Regions from separate parts of the Sus scrofa genome. Here region 2 is linked to region 1. Evidence: chromatin contacts called from public Hi-C data. All regions are on one chromosome and are shown on one strand. The core of a region is the stretch at or near the end of the contact, and the rest is flanking DNA. Distances in the headings are between cores, read along the strand shown.

The links. A called contact is a pair of places that touch in the nucleus more often than the background predicts.
Region 2: a Hi-C map of embryonic fibroblasts shows a contact between it and region 1, with 2.3 times the contacts expected there. The contact joins the promoter of BTBD1 here to the promoter of HDGFL3 in region 1. A contact is called at or near these places in 1 of 5 promoter capture datasets (liver), 7 of 47 Hi-C or Micro-C datasets (alveolar macrophages, embryonic fibroblasts, heart right ventricle and 3 more) and 2 of 2 datasets of contacts at active chromatin or transcription factors (alveolar macrophages and skeletal muscle).

Annotation. Positions count from the first base shown.
Region 1 is chr7:51,728,788-51,732,777 of Sscrofa11.1, forward strand. HDGFL3 (hepatoma-derived growth factor-related protein 3) reads left to right here and starts at 2,111. Exons shown (of 6, transcript XM_021098881.1): 1 at 2,111-2,631. The coding sequence starts at 2,548. It overlaps LOC106504434 (a long non-coding RNA gene), which reads right to left and starts at 3,114. Exons shown (of 4, transcript XR_002345777.1): 1 at 3,000-3,114.
Region 2 is chr7:51,875,011-51,878,829 of Sscrofa11.1, forward strand. BTBD1 (BTB/POZ domain-containing protein 1) reads left to right here and starts at 2,436. Exons shown (of 8, transcript XM_001929165.5): 1 at 2,436-2,943. The coding sequence starts at 2,537.

The sequences.
Region 1 (3,990 bases), core at 861-3,360:
GAAGCCAGAAACCAGGGAAGAGGTTTTGATTCCTCTTTCTTCCTAGTTACTTGGCACCAAATGAGTCTGCAAACCCCGTCTCAGACCTTGTCTCCTCTGTCCTGATGAGAAGCCCTCCCCAAATGAGCTCCTTACTCCAGACTCTCACCCTCAAATCCACTTCCACACAGGCCACAAGAGCAATCTGTTTAAATCCAAACTATGATCATGTCCCCCCCACGTTTAAAGTCCTCTCATGGCTTCCAATTGACCACCTTTCCCCCCTCTAAGGTCTCCTCTCCTCTGTTTCCACTCTGTGCCCATAGGGAGGCAGGGCCATTTGGGGAGAACAGCCAACAGCTAGGGCTTTGGCAGCTGGTCAGAGGGATTTGGGTTTGATATAAGATTTATGTTGGCATGATGACATGATAACAGGTCCACACAGCAGTCCTAGAAGTGGGAGATGCATTAGCAGGCTGCTACAGACCCAATATTTGTGTGCTCCTAAAATTCACATTCAACCCTGATGCCCAATGTATGTGGAAGTTGGAGGTTCAGGAGATGATTCGGTCATGAGGATGGAGCCCTGAGGAATGGGATTAGTGCCCTTATAAAAGAGATCACAGAGGGTTCCCTCACCTTCCTCCCTCCTCTTTTCCCCTCACCTCATGTAAGCCACACTGTTTTCTGTGAACCAGCAGACCCTCACCAGACAACTGAATTGCCCACACCTTGATTCTGGAACTCCCAAAATTGTGCGAAATAAATTTCTGTTGTGTCTAATTCACCCAGTCTACAGTATCTTGTTATAGCAGCCTGAAGTGACTAAGACACAGGGTATTACAACAGAGGCAAAAGGACCTAGACTAGTCTTCTACAGTGAGAAGAGAGGAAAAGGTGAACCTGCAGGACTGGTGAAGAAGGGTAACTACCTAAAACTGAAAATCACTAGATGAAGGTAGTAAGGAAATGCATTAGCAGATAATGTCAAGCACTATTAAAGTAAACAGACCACAGGAAGTCTAGAGAATTTACAGCCCCATTATCGAAAGCCGAACATAAAGGAACAAGAGCAAGAGTTAAAATATACACACAATTCTACAGAGCAAGTGAAGGAGGCAAATGCTGGGAGAAAGCACAGCTCCTATAAAGGGAGAGACAACAGGAAAGCTTAGAAGAGGGAACATACACAAACAAGGAGACTAGGTGAGGGCCACATAGTCCTTTACTCTGAGGAGCTATCATCAGCTGACCTCTGAAAGGTGAACTTCGGGGTGATGAAAGAGCTAGCCTTCATTCATTGGGCAGATTCACACACACAAACACACACAAACTTGCCAGGAGTGGAAACAAATGACCTGCCAGAGTAAGTCCCTTTTCACAAAACTACAGGCCTGTAAGACCTACGTGTGTTAAAGCATAACCGCTTATGGGCTATGGAGTCATGGACATCTGTGTTCGAACCCCAGCAGTGCCGCTCGTCAAATTAGAAAACCTCAGGGAACTCTCGTTAAATAGCTTGCTGGGGGGCGGGGGGGGAGGGCGCGGGGGGAGGCTTCCACACTGCATTGTCAAGGGCAGGCCTAGGGCGAGACCCCAGCAAGATCGCTGACTCCAGAGCTGTGCTCTTTCCAGCAGCCTGATGCTTTGGGCAAAGGGTCCCTGAGGGAGCAGACCCGGCCTGGAGCGCCTTTGTGGCCCCACTCACCCGAGAGCACCCGCAGAAGTGGCCCGCGGTGGGGAACCGGGCGGGAGCCCAGTCGTCGGCAGGTGGCCGCGGGACTTGGGGGGCGCCGGTGGCAGCGCCCCCCGTGTGGCACGGACCGATGGGGAGGGGGCCGGCCAGGTGGTGATTGGCTGGGCTGTGGCTGGCAGCTACGGGCCAAGAACAAAAGAGAGCGGGGGGCCTCCGAAGTAGGGGCTCCCGCCCGCCCTGCGCGGGCTTCGGTGCTGGGGGAGGACGCACCCACCGCCCGCCCGCCCGCCGAGCAGCCCGGCTGGCGCGCTTGGTTTCTGCGCGAAAGCTGGCCGTGTACCTAGGAATTAACCGGCCGGCGCTGGAGGGGAGGGGTGGGGAGCGGGAAGCGGGGTGTGTGGGGGGGGTGCTGAGCGCGCGCGAGAACAATAATAAGATCGTGTTTGCGGTCGCTGCCCGAGGAGGAATTCGGAGGAAGCGCGAGGCCCGGCGCTCGCGCCGCGCCCGGGAGCCCAGGAGGCAGGCCGGCGGCGGTGGCGGGATGAGGCAGGCGACGCGGCGCCTGTGAGCAGCGCGCGGCGGCGGCGGCGGCGGCGGCGGCGGCGGGGACCTCAGCGCGGGCCGGAGCCGAGCGGCCGGGGGCTCCCCTCCCCCGCTGCCGGGCGGTGATTTGCCGGGCCTGCTGCGCCCCCCGCCCACCCCTCGCTTCAGCCGCCGTCTCGCCGTTTCCCCTCGTCGGAGCGGCCGCTCGTCCGCCCGCCCGCCCGGCTCGAGGCCCGCGGGGAGAGCGGCGCAGTCCGTCGGCCCGCGGGGGGGCGGCCTCCCGGCATCTTCGCTGCGCCCAAGGACGACCAGGAAGGGGAGCGGCCGGGATGGCGCGTCCGCGGCCGCGCGAGTACAAGGCGGGCGACCTGGTCTTCGCCAAAATGAAGGGCTACCCGCACTGGCCGGCCCGGGTGAGTACGCGGCCGCGCGCGGGCCCGCCCGCCCACCATTTTCCCCTTCATGATGGCGCGCCCGCCCCCTTTCCCCATCGCCTCAGCCGGGAGCCCGCCGCGAGCGGCCGACCGCGGCCGGGGCTGAGGGCGCAGGCGGCGCTGCGCAGAGAGCAGCGGGCCGCGCCCGCACCCCGCGAGGGCGGCCATCCTTCCGCCCACTTTCGAAGGCGGCTCCCGCCCCGGCAGGCCAGCCGCTGCCTTCCTCCCGGAAAGCGGGTGGGGACCGGGAGCCCCCGCCGCCGGGCAGCGGGCCTGGGGTAGAGGCTTCGCCCGGGGCAGGGTCGTTGGTAGCCGCCGCGGGTCTCGGCGAACGTCGGGGCACGTACCGGAGCGTGGTGCAAATGGCTGTCCGCGAGCCGGCGGCTGTCCGCGGCGGTAAATCCTGGAAAGGGGTAGTGGTCATTCAGAGCCAGCAGGAGCCTTCTTGGCCGTCATTCATCCATCTCCCGGTGCATCCTTCGCCATCCAGACTTGTTGAGTTCTCCCTGAGCGCGATTCCTGGTGCCCCGCCTGCCCTATCGTTGTCCTGGGGTACGTACATCCCTGGTGCCCATGGTTCGTTTAAGCGAACACCAGATAGCTAGGAGCTTGCCGCCTGGCCCTGGCTGGTGGGTCCAGTGAGCTCCTCGTGCCTTTTCACCTCCATATTTGTTTTAGGTCGTATTCTAGACCTTTTCCTTGGCCTCACATACAGCCCATAATAGCTCTCTCTTCCTATGTTGCAGGGTTGTCGCTGGGCTCTTTCTCTAGAAAGCATCTGCGTGTAATACATAACATTAAAATTTTTTATTAGGCCCTTTGCTAGCCCATGTGCTTTGTGTTTTAAAATAAATCCCTTTTACTTTTAGTTTCATAATAGTTGGCAGTGAATTGTTTGAAATAAGAAATAGAGTGAAAAGGAGGGTCAAGGCATTTTGAAGACATGGTATTGAAGCCATTGGTATCCTTGAGGAATAGAAGTAGACATGGGAAATAATGGCATATATATATATGGCTCCAAAATATTGTATTATGTGCAAGTAAGGATACCAAGAGGCTCCCCCCCCATACATCCATTCTCAAAAGGAAATGACATCATGAGTGGCCAGACTGAAATTTGGTGAAGTTGAAGTAACAGATGAGCATCATCACTTTTTTGTTTTTAGTTTGTCATGATTGTAAAATAGAAGACACCGGGTCAGGAATTGGGGGACTTGGCCTTTGGTCTGGGTTGAGTTATGGACTAATCATCTCAGCTGTCTGAATATGCATTTCTACAGATATACAGCAATCATCCCTAGGATTCCTTCCAACACTGACAACCTCAGATTTCAAGAG
Region 2 (3,819 bases), core at 1,186-3,685, 150 kb after region 1:
CTGCATCCTCATGGATCCTAGTCAGATTTGTCAAATGCTGCACCACAAAGGGAACTCCCTATTTTTTTTTATTATAGTTGATTTACAATGTTCTGTCAATTTCTGCTGTACAGGAAAGTGACCCAGTTATATATATGTGTGTATATATACACATTCTTTTTCTCACATTATCCTCCACATCTTTCTTAAGTTCTTTGAGTATCTTTAAGATAGTAGTTTTAAAGTCTCTCTAGTATATCTGTCATTAGGTCTTTTTTAGAAACAGTTTCTGCTGATTTTATTTTTTTTCCTTTGAATGGGTCAAACTTTCTTATTTCTTTGTATGCCTTGCAATTTTTTGGTTGTTGTTGAACACTAGACATTCAAATCTAGTAATGTGGCAACTGTGAAAATCAGATTCTTCTTCTCTCCCAGGGCTTGCTGTTTTTTGTTACTTTTGTTTTTCTGATTGTTGTAAGCTGTCTCTTCGCCAAGCATCAGCCTAAGGTGTCAACTTAAGATCTCCTCAGACCTTTTCTCAGCATTTCCCTGAGCATGGATAGTCACTTTCTAATTTTCCCCCTGTATGTGTTTGCTTTTAAATGTAGTGGCCTTTAATAGCTAGGTCCTCAAAGTGAAAAAGTGAAACATGAAGAGGGGGTTCTTTAAAATCCCCTGCAAGTCACTTCAGCTAAAACGTCTTGCAACTGAGAGAAGTACAACAATAGCCGCCCTCTCTTTGTCTGCACCTTTGTGTTCAGAAGAAGAAATCAGAGCTTAGATCTCCAGTAATTGGAGGATAGTGTCTTTTTGTGGACTGTATACGGTGTGTGCAAGCTTTCGGCTCCTACAGGGTGTGTGCAAACTGCTCTAGGAACATGTGTACTGCCATGTAGCTTGTGGAGAATGGGTAGCTGGTACTATGCAAAGAGCTGAAATTGACCAAAATCAACAGCAATTTACTGTCCAAGTCTTCAACAGATTCCAGAGTCCCAAAATTTGTACATCTAGCAGATTCTGCTAGTGGGATTGTTGTCTAGGTGGGGAGACAGATTCCGGGTGCATCCTACTCTGCCATTTTCCCAGAATCCTCTTCACTTATTTTTATTGTCTTCAGTTTAGATAAAGTAGTGTTTTTTGGCTATGCTTTACCCTTGAGCTCAATGTTGACTGCATTCAATTTTTTTGTTTTTTATTTTATGGCCACCCAGGGCATATGGGTTTTCCTGGCCAAGGATCAGATCTGAGCCACAGTTGCTGCCTAAGCCACAGCTGTGGCAGCGCTGGATCCAACTCCTGGGATAGAATTTTCATCCCAGCGCTCCCAAGACACCACCGGCACCAATCCCATTGTACCACAGCGGGAACTCCTCTACAGGTTTTGATAATGCAATGTCTTCATATTTTTTGGCTATCAAATTACGATTTTTATTGCCCCATATCAGGTAACGCAGCCTATATGACATGTACTATTTTTGCTTTGGTGCATTTGAGGGTTTTTGTTGGTGGTGGTGGGTTTTTTTAAGATTTATTTTTTATTTTATTTTTATTTTTGTCTTTTTGCCTTTTCTAGGGCAGCTCCCACAGTTCATGGAGGTTCCCAGCTAGGGGTCCAATTGGAGCTGCAGCAGGCCTATGCCAGAGCCACAGCAACAGGGGATCCGAGCCGCGTCTGCGACCTACACCACGGCTCATAGCAAGGTCAGATCCTGAACCCACTTAGCGAGGCCAGGGATCAAACCCACAACCTCATGGTTCCTAGTTGGATTCGTTAACCACTGAGCCACGACGGGAACTAGTTATTTTTAAGATTCAAAATAAGGTCAGTTTTTGGTAATGGGTTAAAACCCAAAAAAAAAAAAAAAAAAAAAATCCATGAGTTCACAGCGATACTAAAAACTGAGCCAGAAGAGGAAGAAGGAGGAAAAGGGAAGGCTCTTCCTTACATAACACTATCTGTTAGATGTAGAGGGGTTTCGAGCTGTGCGAGCTGTGCTCCTGTATCGCTCCCGGGAGCAACGGCCCTCTGGAGTGGTGACCTGGACATTACTGGGGCGGGGTGGGGTGGGCGCAGGTAGAATCACGTCGTCCCCTCCCACATGCTTCCTTGTCCTCCGGCCCCTCCACTTCCAGGCAGAAAACCTTGAAGGAGAGCCTTGAAGAGGCGCTGAAGCTGGTGAAGAGGGGCCTGAGGAAAGGCAGAAGGCCTGCAGGTTCGAGGAGGCGCCTGCACAGACTTCCTCATTGCAGCCCGCAGAAGTCCCACGTCCAGGCGTGCGAGGTTCAGCCGCGCTTAGGACGCCCAGGGCTGCGCGGACGCCGCCTAGAGAACCGTCCCCTCCAGGCCCAGCGGGGGCGGTCGCGCGCGCCTCCGCCTCCCGGCCGAGCGGGGACGCGCGCTGAGCAGCTCGGGCGGGGTCGGCGGAGGCGCGCGGCCTCCGGAAGCGCCTTTCCCGGAAGGTGGCCAGGCGGCGCCGGCCTCGCGGGGGCGGCCTCGGCGATGGCGGCTGGGCGGCGGCAGCGCTCTCCGTAGCCCGTGGAGCCGCGCCGCTGGAGGATGGCCTCGCTTGGGCTGCCCGCTACGGGCGAGCAGGTCCCTGGGGCTGAGGCGGAGCCGGGCGGCTTGGGGCCGCCGCCGCCGCCGCCGCCATCCTCTCTGGGGCCCCTGCTACCCTTGCAGCGGGAGCCGCTGTACAACTGGCAGGCGACCAAGGCGTCGCTGAAGGAGCGCTTCGCCTTCCTCTTCAACTCGGAGTTGCTGAGCGATGTGCGCTTCGTGCTGGGCAAGGGCCGCGGCGGTGCCGCCGCCGCAGCCGGGGGTCCGCAGCGCATCCCCGCCCACCGCTTCGTACTGGCCGCCGGCAGCGCTGTGTTCGACGCCATGTTCAACGGCGGCATGGCCACCACTTCGGCCGAGATCGAGTTGCCCGACGTGGAGCCCGCCGCCTTCCTGGCGCTGCTGAGGTGAGCACTGGGCGACGGGCTGGCCTCCTGCTGGGCTCCGCGGTGACCTTGGGCAGGGCTCCCCCCAACCCCCGCCACAGGGCCTCAGTTTCCTCCCGAGCAGGTGATGCTAGGGAAGGTCAAGATTGAAATCTGTCATCTGGGACAGCTGCGGGCTTGTTAGAGTAAATGACAGTGTCTGCGGGCAATTAGCGTGCGTTTTGCGGTGGGAAGGCGCTTTCACGTTCCGGTAGCGGTAGTGGATTGTCGCCCAGGCTTGGGAATTAGAGAAGTTGTAAAGATAGAGGATGGGTCAGGTTTTCCTGATTGCTCATTGGCAGCGTTTTAGGGTTTTGCTGGGGGAGAGGGATAGTTGGAAAGTCTTGAAGGGAAAAACAAAACAAAACAAAACAAAAAACCCACCTCTGACGCCTTTTTCATTAGTGTTAGTTGTCAAGATCCGGGACAGCGAATATCAAAACAAGTGACTTTGGCTTTACCTACATTGCGTTTCGCAGGCAAGGTCACATTTGCTTAAAAAGGAATCTCCCCATCGGTGTTAGAAGTTTCCTTTTTGATTATTTGAGGATAGAAGTTTGACCTCTGATTGATTTTATTTAATGGAGGAGAACTAATAGTTTGGCATTATTAGCTTTTATTCATAAACGTCCATTTAGGAAGGTATAGGTATTGTTTTCTACAATTTCACAAATGGAACTGAGGCCCAGAGAAGTCAGCTAACTTGACAAGGTAACAGAGCCAACTTATACCGGAGACCAGGTGTGTTTCATTCTATCAGGGTGGTTTTAGCAGCCTGAGCAGAATGTGTTATTAAAATAGCAGCCTTGGAGTTCCCTTGGGGCTCAGTGGGTTAAAGGTCCCGGGTTGTCACTGTTG